Regions from separate parts of the Triticum aestivum genome. Here region 1 is linked to region 2. The links are chromatin contacts, called in public Hi-C maps. All regions are on one chromosome and are shown on one strand. The core of a region is the stretch at or near the end of the contact, and the rest is flanking DNA. Distances in the headings are between cores, read along the strand shown. Region 1 holds the start of LOC123053458. Region 2 holds the start of LOC123053453 (esterase AGAP003155).

The links. A called contact is a pair of places that touch in the nucleus more often than the background predicts.
Region 1: a Hi-C map of leaf shows a contact between it and region 2, with 4 times the contacts expected there. The contact joins the promoter of LOC123053458 here to the promoter of LOC123053453 in region 2. A contact is called at or near these places in 3 of 5 Hi-C or Micro-C datasets (all in leaf).

What each region holds. Positions count from the first base shown.
Region 1 is chr2D:407,623,853-407,629,384 of IWGSC CS RefSeq v2.1, reverse strand. It overlaps LOC123053458, which reads right to left and starts at 3,316. Exons shown (of 7, transcript XM_044476939.1): 1 at 3,002-3,316; 2 at 2,727-2,868; 3 at 2,179-2,280; 4 at 1,646-1,761; 5 at 990-1,252; 6 at 801-891; 7 at 1-734. The coding sequence starts at 3,301. The coding sequence ends at 360.
Region 2 is chr2D:407,398,709-407,404,524 of IWGSC CS RefSeq v2.1, reverse strand. It overlaps LOC123053453 (esterase AGAP003155), which reads right to left and starts at 4,395. Exons shown (of 6, transcript XM_044476935.1): 1 at 4,033-4,395; 2 at 3,708-3,806; 3 at 3,577-3,618; 4 at 3,310-3,439; 5 at 2,579-2,683; 6 at 1,591-2,022. The coding sequence starts at 4,263. The coding sequence ends at 1,895. It also overlaps the pseudogene LOC123053452.

The DNA.
Region 1 (5,532 bases), core at 2,067-4,566, 230 kb before region 2:
GTAGATGAGATTCAGAGTCTACACATTTGATGCCTGTCTCAGGTTACAGACACATATAGATAGCCACCTGCCGAGCCCCCATAGGGCCACTACACCACAGGCACACCGAACCACTAACCCCGTTGGGCCACAGCGGAGAACCTTCCCTGCCTGCTTTGTCACCTGCAGCTTCTGAGCACGGCACGGAAGATGCGAGCGTGACACGATCATGCTAAAACTGAAGATTACTGGTCTGGTCTGTCATCCTAACCATGTCACCGTGCAAACCATCAAAGCAGCAAAGCTCCCTTTTTGTAGATAGAAGCACATAATGACCATTAGTATGGTTCGACATATGAGGTAAAAGAAGAATTCCCATCTCATGGTATTGGCATTGTCAAAGAAACCAGTTCAAACCGTCCATCCTCAACATTTTTCCCGGGGTTGACTGAAATCTGGATGCAGAATGGACTGTTCTTGCCTTGGTTCAGCAGGCATTTCATAACAATGAGCCAGATAAGATGAAAATCAAGCTTTCTTTTGGTTCTCTTCCTTTTAGCAGTGCCTGTCTTGCCAGTGCCATCTAGCATCCCAGAAATGCTTGACTGGCCAGATTCACAAGTATCTACCAGCATGCAGTGCCGGCTCTTGTAGCATTCGGACACATCATCTGCGTTAATATTAGAAAATAGAGCCTCTGCAACTTTATTCTTCACAAGCACAGGAACTTGTCCAGTTTGGTCTTGCACATACATCTGCAGATCATGAAGATATGGTTTTACTAATCTATTTTCAACAAAAGAAACTGTTTGATCTCTTACCATGAATGGTTTATATATCTGGCCAACAACATGGAGATACTTTGGATTATCTGGGCAATCAATTGGATAAGTACTGTCTCCATGAAGATTTCTGCATAGAGATTTTTATAAATCATGACAAGCAGAGCAATATAGATTTTGGGACATATAACTGATGAAATGTTGACAAGATGACATGCATTTGCATACTTTTGGTATAGAGGTAAACCACATAACTTGCATCCAGCAGCAATAAAATCTCTGATGATATCATTATGTCCATTCAAGGTATGTTTCTCAATGACTGACAATTGCCCCTTCGTTTCAGGGCCAAGAGAACCCATTAACACAATTTTGCTAATAGATGCAGAAATATTCAAATTACATGGTTTGCTCTGAGGTAGTAGTTCTGAGATGGAAAAGAAGTCTGCCGAATCATTTTTCATTCTTTCTTTCCAATTCTTCGATATCACCTGCAGTCAATATAGGAGTTTTATTGCTTCCATAGTATATATTTTTAAAAGAAAATGTTAATGTTATAAGTTATCCACACAAGAAGACAAGTTAAATAATCATGATCTACTTCTATCAATAGAGAACTTATGGAGTAAAACCATGAATGCCTTGATCTTGTTGTTCATTTATTAACATCAACATAACAGGTGTAATTGTGATGTAAGATGAAGTGAAAACACAGGAGTGACATTCAAAGGATTTTTATGACCATCTTATAAACAAGCTCATGTTAATGAAATCCGTTTTTTGAACCTTTAAGCGGAATGTAAGGGCAGAAGGAAAGAATTGGAGATGTAGATTGCTACCTATCCAAATCAAACTAAAATCACACTGCCTTGGCAAATTTGTACCTGCTGATGATTTTCCGCATGAGTACGTTTGGTGTGTACGATCCACTCTGACACTCGTCTTAATTTTGATCTTGTAGCATTGCCGACTTTACAATTAATTATGAATTCATCAATTCCTAATAAAAGAGCCCATGTGTTAAGTTATCCAGTAATAGTTTCTTTTTCTTCTAGACACAATTATCTGCTGGAAAATAAATGTAGATGCTAATATAAACATGAGCCCCACAAAACAAGCAATATCTAGATAAAATATTGCAGAGAGGAATATTTTTATAAGATGGAAAGAACAATTAATTGGAAAGGTCTCGATTTCAAGAGCTGGCCAATGTTCAAATATAATGCCCACCTTTTCCCATCAACAAAGCCCTTACCACTGTTAGTCTAATATATGTTTCCCAATTTCCTCAATAGTAAAGATGGTAAAAACATTGTTGTAATTACTCCTGGGTCACCGCATTTTGAAGTAATACAACCAGGGCAGTGCCAGTAAAGATCAAAGAGCACCAATGAATAAAACAAATGCAAACGCATACCTTCGGATTGCACTAAATCTTTAGAGTTCATCAAAATTTGGACTGCAGACATCTGAGCAGCCCTTCCCTCCAAGCCATTTCTAAACTCTACTATCTTAATATCTGAAGCAAAGGAACGAGAACGTCACACCAGATGCTGTTTGCATGCACATAAGTTATGTGGACATGATAAATCGGAAACAAGCTGGCCCAAAAAGGGCCATTCTATGCTAAAGTGTTTCCGAGAACACAACTAATTACAGTACCATTCGAAAGACCAAATGGGGATGGTTTCACTTACTGTAAATTTTTATCAATTAAAAGAAGGTACAGTATTACTCCCTCCGTTCCTAAATATAAGTCTTTTTAGACATTCAAATAGACTACAAGATATGTATGTAGACATATTTTAGAGTGTAGATTCACTCATTTTGCTTCGTATGTAGTCACTTGTTGAAATCTCTAGAAAGACTTATATTTGGGAACGGAGGGAGTAGATTGCAACTGAAAGCATTACACAGGTAAAATTGAGATTAAAAGAGAGACCCCTCGGATCCTCAGTTCCATACTCTGCAACAGTAAAACATCGCCAGCGATTATCGTCGAGCTAGTAGTGTTGGACCATAGAGAGACGGAGAAGCTCGACCTCGTGTCATCACCAACCTCCAGAATAACTCTGTGATACGTCCTTCCGGTTGCAGCATTTTGCTCCTGGGAAAGCAGAAGCAGATTCTAAGCCTCGGAGCGACATGGCCAAAGATACGTTGACATCGTATCACTCCCTTTTTTCCCCATTGGAGAAGATTATTATTTCTACTAAGTGGAAGTAGGGATTGCTCGTTACCTGGTGGGGAAGGACACGGCGAACGGACGCCAGGAGCTGTACGAATCCACCGACGTGGCCGGCGGCCGCCGACAGGTCGATCAGCGGACCGTACCAGCTCACGACTGCGGCCATTATAGGTTCGCAGCCGCGCCGCCGGTGGGGTAGATTGGGGTCTTCCCTCGGACCGAACTGTGGCGGGAGCGGCGCCGCCGCCGCCGCGCGAGGTCGGGTGGTCCGCCTCCCTCGGGAAAATATCCTGTGCTCCAGGTCATCGAGTGCTCCGCCTCCCTCGGGAAAATATCCTGTGCTCCAGGTCATCGAGTGCTCCGCCTGCTCCTGGGCTAGCACGACGGTTCGATCCACAACGTAGGCACGGGATACAGCTGGAATGCCCCACCATTAAAATTTTGTAAAAAAACTCCCCGTATTAGTACATAATAAGTGCGACCTACCCATCACCTACCTAGATGTGTTGCACTGTTGCCCCCAATTTGGAACAAAACAAACACAAGCAGACCAGGGCTTCAGGAACAGGCGGCGCACCTCGCCGAGTGCTACGCTGCGAGGTCTGGGACGAGCTCGCCACGGCACTGACGTACATCCAGTGGACCAGTTGCCCCATCCCCGCATCTGCCATTCTCCACATCGGCCCCCTACCCCACCCCATCCGGCGACTAGCTCTGCCATCCGCCGGCGCTGTAGAAGAGAACTCAACTCTTCAAGTATGTTGTGCTGGATTCAATCCTTCACGATGGAAATCTCCTCGATCTTATGACCTTGTGTTATTAGTATTGTGCTTTTTGGTTCTAATCCCATTGTTCGTTTATAATGATCTCCTAAGATGTAGCTAATTCTGTTTTGGGTAAAATGTGGCTATTTCTCTCTATCAGGCGGAAAAGAAAATTACTCACTGAGAAGAGTTGATATGTTCTACTTGGAGTAGATGTTCCAGCAATTAGTGATTGTGGAATTTCAGCTACTTATGGCTTCCCACTGTACATGAGACGAACTAATTTCATCTACATGTTCAAGCACCTGAATAATGAGTCCCCTCTGTATTTGTTCAGTATTTCCATTGAAATAAAACCAAAATAGCTTTACCTTGTTATCAGCTTGCTGAATGTTTGTCGTGTGCACTTCCTATGGAACATGTGTTTGTTTTTGTATACTATATTGAAAATTCATGCTACTGGCTATACCATAGAGCTTTTTATTTTTTTTGTGTAAATCTGTACCGAAGATCTGATGTCATCTTTACATGTGTTGAATGATACTATTTTTAGGGGATGTGTTGCATGGTACTGAAAACATCTTGAAACGATCAGCTACCAGAGGTACAAGATGTGTGTGGTGTTTCTGTTCCAAAACTGATGGCATCACGTCTTTTGGAGCTAGGTGATAGGAACGTTACAGTTATTCTATCTTTGTATTGGGGTGCTTTCTGTAAATTTGTATGATGGGGAACGTCCAGGTTACATCCTGTGCATATATATTTCATCCAAGGGATGTGTTGTGTACGGAACAGCTGGAGTACTCCATCCTTCGGAGTACACGATACGTTCTCCGCCTCCCTCCTCCCAAAAGGTTGCGAATTGTTTTCCTTGCGGGCGAGGTTCCTGGGCCTCTGAAACAAGGCCCATGGCACTCGCGAAACCGCCGCAAGTCTGGCCCACATAGATACAGTGGAGATTCTCCAAAAAAAATCACAGACACAGTGGAGGATCTTCTAAAAAATATATTTATTATTTGCAGATGACAGTCTGCTGTTTTTCAAGGCGAATGGTGTGGGTGCTAATGAGGTTTCCCAGTTGTTGACCACGGGCCAGCGGATAAATTATGACAAGTCTTCTATATACTTCAGTAAGGGTGTCCCAGAAGCAGTGTGAGGTGAGATCAAAGTACTGCTAAACGTCCCTAATGAGAATTTTAATGAGAGATATCTGGGTATGCCATCTGATGTTGGGAATTCAAAGAATGGGGCTTTTAAATATCAGAAGGATAGGTTATGGAGTAAGGTTCAAGGCTGGATAGAGCACACAATGTCAACAGCGGGTAAAGAAGTTTTTGTCAAAGCAGTGGCTCAGGCAGTACCGATTTACTCCATGTCATGTTTTAAATTGCCTAGAGGTCTATGTGAGCACCTAAACATGTTGATAAGGAAATTCTGGTGAGGAAGCAAGGATAGCCAACACAAGCCGCGTTGGGTATCTTGGAAAGTTATGACGCAACCGAAAGGTATGGGTGATTTGGGCTGCAAAGATTTTGAATTATTTAATCTAGCAATGTTGGCAAGACAAGCATGAAGGCTTTTGCAACAACCAGAATCTTTGAGCGCCCATGTGTTGAAGAGCATCTATTTTCCATCTTTATCCATATTGCATGCAAATCTAGGAAGCCATCCTAGCCAAATTTGAAGAGCTATTATAGAAGGCAGAGATATCCCGAAACAAGGTTTGATCAAATAGATTGGTAATGGCAATACAACAATTATATGAGAGGATAATCGGTTGCCGCGCGATGAGATGTTGAGGCCTTATGGTGCTTGGTTA
Region 2 (5,816 bases), core at 3,146-5,645:
TTTCTGAACGTTCGGCCATGAACCCAAATGCTGTCTTCCAAATTTACAGGCTAGGCGTGGCGTGCTTACCGAATCTGGGGACCGTGTGTCCGGCCGGGTGGCGTATGACAAGTGGATCCACGAACGAGTCCGCCAGCTCCTCGCCGTGGGCCTTCACGAAGTCACCGTCACCTGCGCGCAAGGAACTGCAGCTTCAGCCATTGCAGTTGCTCACTACACTTCTGCTGACAATTGCTAAGACGATAAGATGGCAGTTACCAATGAAGTGAAGCGAAGTGCAGTTGATCTTGTTGGCGTACGCCTTGGCAGCCAATGCCGGGGATTGGATCTTCGCACCGGATATGATCATAACGTACTTCACCCTAGGAACCATGTTCAAGGCCAACCCCTGCCATAGAACACAAGAACAAAATGCTCAGGTCGATTTAGCCGCAGTCGATCCAAAGAAGTAGCATGAACTGCAGGAGACGACGAGGACGATTAACAACTCACTTATTGCTGGAGACCAACAAGCGCGGCCGACAGGAGGGCGCCCTGAATATGATGATCACAATAGTACTACTCATCAGTTCATCGGAGTAGTATGAGTATGACGATTGATGTCTGAAACGAAGCTCGAAGCTAATGGAACCCAAGTTGAAGTAGTTTACCACCTGAGAGAAACCAAACAGTCCGTCGAACGGCCCTTGTCTCACCATCAGCTCCTCGATGCCGGCCAAGCACTCGCCGAAGTTCTTGTACTTCAAAAAATCCTGTCCCGAGATCGATCGATCGATCCCAGGTGTGAAGTGATCTTGCCTGTCAGTCTAACTGGAAAGTCAACTGCGCACTACCTGGTCTGTCGGAGGCCCGCCGGACTGACCTCGCCGGCGAAGTGGCACCACTCGTAGTAGGGCGGGTCGAAGACGCCGCGCACCGGGGAGTCGCCCTCGGCGGGGAAGGGCGCGTCGGCGAAGGCGAGGTCCAGGCGGGACGTGACGCCGGCGGGCCACCTGCCTCCGCATGATCTCCCCGCTGGTGCGGAACCCGTGCAGGCACAGGAACCGCGGCGCCGGCCGCCTCGCCGCTCCGTCGCCTAGTTCCAAGGCCCCTACGCCGTGGCGCTGGCAGCCGGCCACGGGAGGCTTTCGAGCCGTTGGGAGGCGACCGCGCGAGAGCGACGGGGCGGAGGCCTGCGTGTGACGCCGGGCGTTGCTCGCCGAATTGAAGACGATGTGACAACGGAGGTGAGCTGCCGCGGCCATCTCTCTCGGGTTTGGGTCGCTGCTGTGCTGCGCCACTCTGATTTGTACTTGGTGTTGCTTCCGCCGCGCTATTGCTTCTGTATGGTTCTGCCAATCGGGTGATTCCATGCTTCAATTTTTGTTTGGCTCGGAAAGAACATGAGACGAGATGGTCTTGCTGAGTGTTGGCCGAGGCCGTCTGTTCTTTATTTCTGTACAGTATTTGTAAAAAAAAATTGGAACATGCAGTTTTTTTTTTGAACATGTATTACCGAAAATCCTGAAATAAATTCAAAAAATGCAAGCACCATGATTTGAACCTGGTGGGCTGAGGATACCGTTGTCCTCCTAACCATCCAACCATATGTTGGTCACACAATGTTCTCTCTTCCTTAGCTTAACAAATTCTACATGTATTTTACACGGATCTTGTACTTCCGTTTTTTTTCCTCGTGTTATTTGTTGTACTATAGAGATACAGTATCAACACGAGAAAATATACTAGGTCCATAGGATGTGAAGGAGTAGTGGCAAAGAGCTAGACGATAGCTATCATTATTGAATAATAATCACACACACTTGCAACAACACAAAACTAAGGAGGTCACAGCTGTATGATTTGCCTATATGCGTATTTGATGTGTATTCAGGCACTAATCCTTGAGGTGCTATCAGATGCACACTTCTTTTTCGTCAACATCAGCGGCTGCTTCGGCCTCGGCCTTGACGGATGGAAGTTCAGATATCTCCTTTTCCATCTTGTCAAGGAAACGGGACATGACTTCCAAACTCGTCTCATCTGCATACAACAACAAGCGTGATTTTACGTTAGAAAGTTTAGGGTGTTCATATCGATGCATAGTAGTGAACCAAGAAACTGATAGGTCGCTTGAACCCCAAGAGCTATTTGAAGTTCTTCCATCCAGAAATATGTTTAGCATGTACACAGTGGCGGAGCTAGGTACAAACTGCTGGTGGGGGCAGGGGGCAAGGCTAACGCATGAGTGTTTGAGGGTGCAAAATGCTAAAAAAGTTATCATCTAGGCACTCCCCCCAAAAAAATTCTTCACTGCTTGGTCCAAAGCTGGTGGGGTGGGGGGGGGGGGCATCATAGCTCCGCCGGTGCATGTACAGATATCGAACCCTGAATCAGATCAACAGAGCAATACTGAAGTTTATTTTGCAGCTTAAGTTTGTGATCCTGTGGCCTCCAATCACAAATCTCTCATGTTTACAGTTTACCTACTAATCTCTTCCGGACTTCTAAATATCAACATTAGCACTACAACTGGATCGATATTACTGCCTAAACTTATGCCGTTCAGAGGACTTCGTAGATGGAAATATGAGCTTACCAACAAGCCTTGGGACTGTGTGGCCCTTTGGGTGCCGTATAATGAATGGATCCACAAATGACTCTATGAGCTGCTCACCATGGGGTTTAAGAAAGTCATTGTCGCCTGCAAATCAAATAAACCGGTGTGTTAATGCTCCCATGTTACTTGCTCACTACTCAGTTGACCTACGAAGGCTTCAAATCTTCCAAAATGAACACTCAACATGGAATGATATGAGAATTTGACTATCGACTGAAGTAACCATGGGAATAATATACCCCTAGAAATGGTGTCATCAGATGATATGTCAAAGCTTGACCTCACACAATATATATCGTTCAGAGTGTAAACTATGTCATGGATGATCCTATGGTATGTCCTTCCTCTGTAAATTATCCCCTAATAATATGCTGTTTACCATCATTAGAATACATCGAGCTCTTGGAAGTTTTTCATGAGTACTATCGTTAGAGTACATGAAGCCTTTGGAAGTTTTTTTATAAGTATGATACAAAAGAAGCACACAGTTGGTGAGAGTACTTTAAGTACATTTCCTAATCACATAATAAACACTAGAACATAACTGCACATGAAGTAGGCATGCCGGCTGGAAAATAAATATGATAAGGAGACAGCCATACGCACACACCGCCTAGGAAGCAACTGAGAGAACATACGCTAGCCAACAACCAACCACAACCAGCATGGCAACTGTAAAGGACTAATCTGTGAAGAACATATTGAAGTACCGAGGAAGTGAAGCGAGGGGATTTTGATCATGTTGGCGTACGCCTTATCGGCTATTGCGGGTGAGCGGAACTTGGCCCCGCCTATGATTATGAGATATTTGATCTTAGGAACTCTAGTCAAGGCCAATCCCTGCCAACAAAACACAAAACGGTGAGGTAAAGAACGTTGCAGCTCTATCAGCAATTCGGCACATCTTAGGAAGAACTACTAGTGGAACAGTCGAACTGGAGTTGATGTGGTAAGGTTATCAGAATCTGTCAGCTTACTTGTTCTTGGAGCCCCGGAAGTGCGCCAGATAGAATCGAACCCTGGTATTACCATGACAATTTGCAATCGTTAATTGACAATATAGTGACAGCAAATATGTTTAGGGAAGAGGTGATCCCAGTCCTGTTACCTGGGAGAAACCCATCAGCCCATCAAAGGGCCCTTCTTTAATCATCAGCTCCTCGATGTAAGCCAGGCATTTGTCGAAATTCCTGTACTCCGTGAATCCCTGTTTTCAAAGAGAAAAAAAACTCCATGAATACAACGTAGGTAAAAAATAAACTCAGATCCGCAGGCCGACATTCTGGGGAGGAGTTAGTACAAAAGCTAACAAAAAGGTGGCACTGGCTCCACCAAAGTTGGACGCAGGAGATTGGCAGAATTAGATCAGGCAATGGGGATATGGGCGGGATGGTGCGACCGTGGGAGGAAGGGAAGGTGGAGGCGGGGCGGACCTTGTCGAACTGGAACCACTCGTAGTAGGGCGGGTCGAAGATGCCGTCGACGTCGGACTTGCCCTCGGCGGGGAAGGGCGCGTCGGCGAAGACGAGGTCGAGGCTTGCCGTGACCTCGGCGGGCCACTTGCCCACCACCTGCTTCCGCATGATCTCGCCGCTGGTCCGGAAGCCGTGCAGGCACAGGAACCGCGGCCGCCTGGCCCCGACCCCGCCGGCGAGGCTGCCCATCCGCGTCTGCCTGGCGTCTGGACCGTCTGCGTGCACGCGCCGGCTGGTGTTTTTTTTCTTTTTGTTGGAGGCCGGTGCTCGGGGAGGGGCGCTGGTGGCCGTCCGTGCCGTGCCCGACGGTTTTATTCTGTTGGGTGGGAGCGTGGACCCCGTGGAGGCTGGAGCCTGGACGGGAAGGCAAGCTGCGGTGGGGCCCGCTGCGCTTCGCCTTGCCGCCGGTGTCGTGGGGTGTGGTTGGCGGAGCGAGTGGTGCGCGCGCGCCGCACGTCTGCACGACGCGGGCGAGCCGTGAGCCGTGAGCCGAGTGTCTGCGTCGGTACGTGGACGGTGACGTTTCTGGGCGTAGGGCCCGCGGGCCGGCGAGGCCTTCGTGTCGCACGTGGACAGGATGGCAGGGGTCTGCGCCTAGAGAGACACATCATGCATTCCGCGTGATTCCAGAAACTTTAACCTCGATAGTTAAAAAACTTGAAACGGAAGCACAAGTGGCGCAGGGGCTCGCTGAACCTGTCTACTTTTTTCTCGAATAAGCACGAGTGTGCGTATCATCTATTAAGAGAAGAAGGGGAAAAGAACCCCAAAATAGTTTACAGGGCACGGCTACATGACACCCACGTCAACTCCACCTAACTCTACCCGGCACACTATGTGACTACTCGCCCTGCGCCCATCTTAGAGCTGCCTCGATGCCCTGGTGCATATCGTCATCGCCGCGGAGCAGTCCCGCGTCTTTTCATAGCACGTATTCGCTAGCAATTTTCCTCAACAAGTCTTCAAGACATGGAGTCCTGCCATTGAACACAACTTCGTTCCGGTGCTTCCACACCTCCCAGAGGACTAGCAAGCAAGTCGCGCGCCTCGGCCTTGCTCGCTTCTTGGTCATCCTGTCCAGCCCGCTGCGCACGTACCAGTCCGATAGCGTCTCTTCCTGGCGAGGCTCAGCATGCCCCATGCCCAGCGCGGGCAGGACTCGAGTCCACACTTGTCGGACGAAAATGCAGTGCAGAAGCAGGTGGTTTATCGTTTCATCATGTTGATCGCACAACGGGCATGCGTCCTGGTGCTGCAATCCCCGCCTCGCCAGTCGGTCCGAGGTCCAGCACCTCTCCTTAGTGGCTAGCCAGGAAAAGAACCTGCATTTGAGCGGCGCTCGCGAGTCCCAGGAGAGCGAAGCCGTGGGTGAAACCTGGAGCCCCCAAAACTTGGCCTGGTAGGCCGATCTGGCCGAGAATTGCCCCTCCTTGCTCAGGCCCAGGTAATAGCGTCGTTGTCGTGCTCATTCAGGCGGGTGGCCGCGACCGCGGGCCATAGGGACAAGAATTGCTCCAAGGTGGTGTGGTCAATGGCTGGCCCGAGGTCACGCGCCCAAGCATCTGAGCCTATGGCTTCGTAGACGGTTCTAGATTTCTTCACACGCGCCGGGATGCGGTCATAGAGACGTGGCGCAAGCTCTTGGATGCGGGATCCCATAAGGCATCGATCCTCCCAAAACAAAGTGTTCTTGCCATCGCCAAGGTGCACGCGCGCTGCCGTCTGGAAGAGAAGTCTTGACT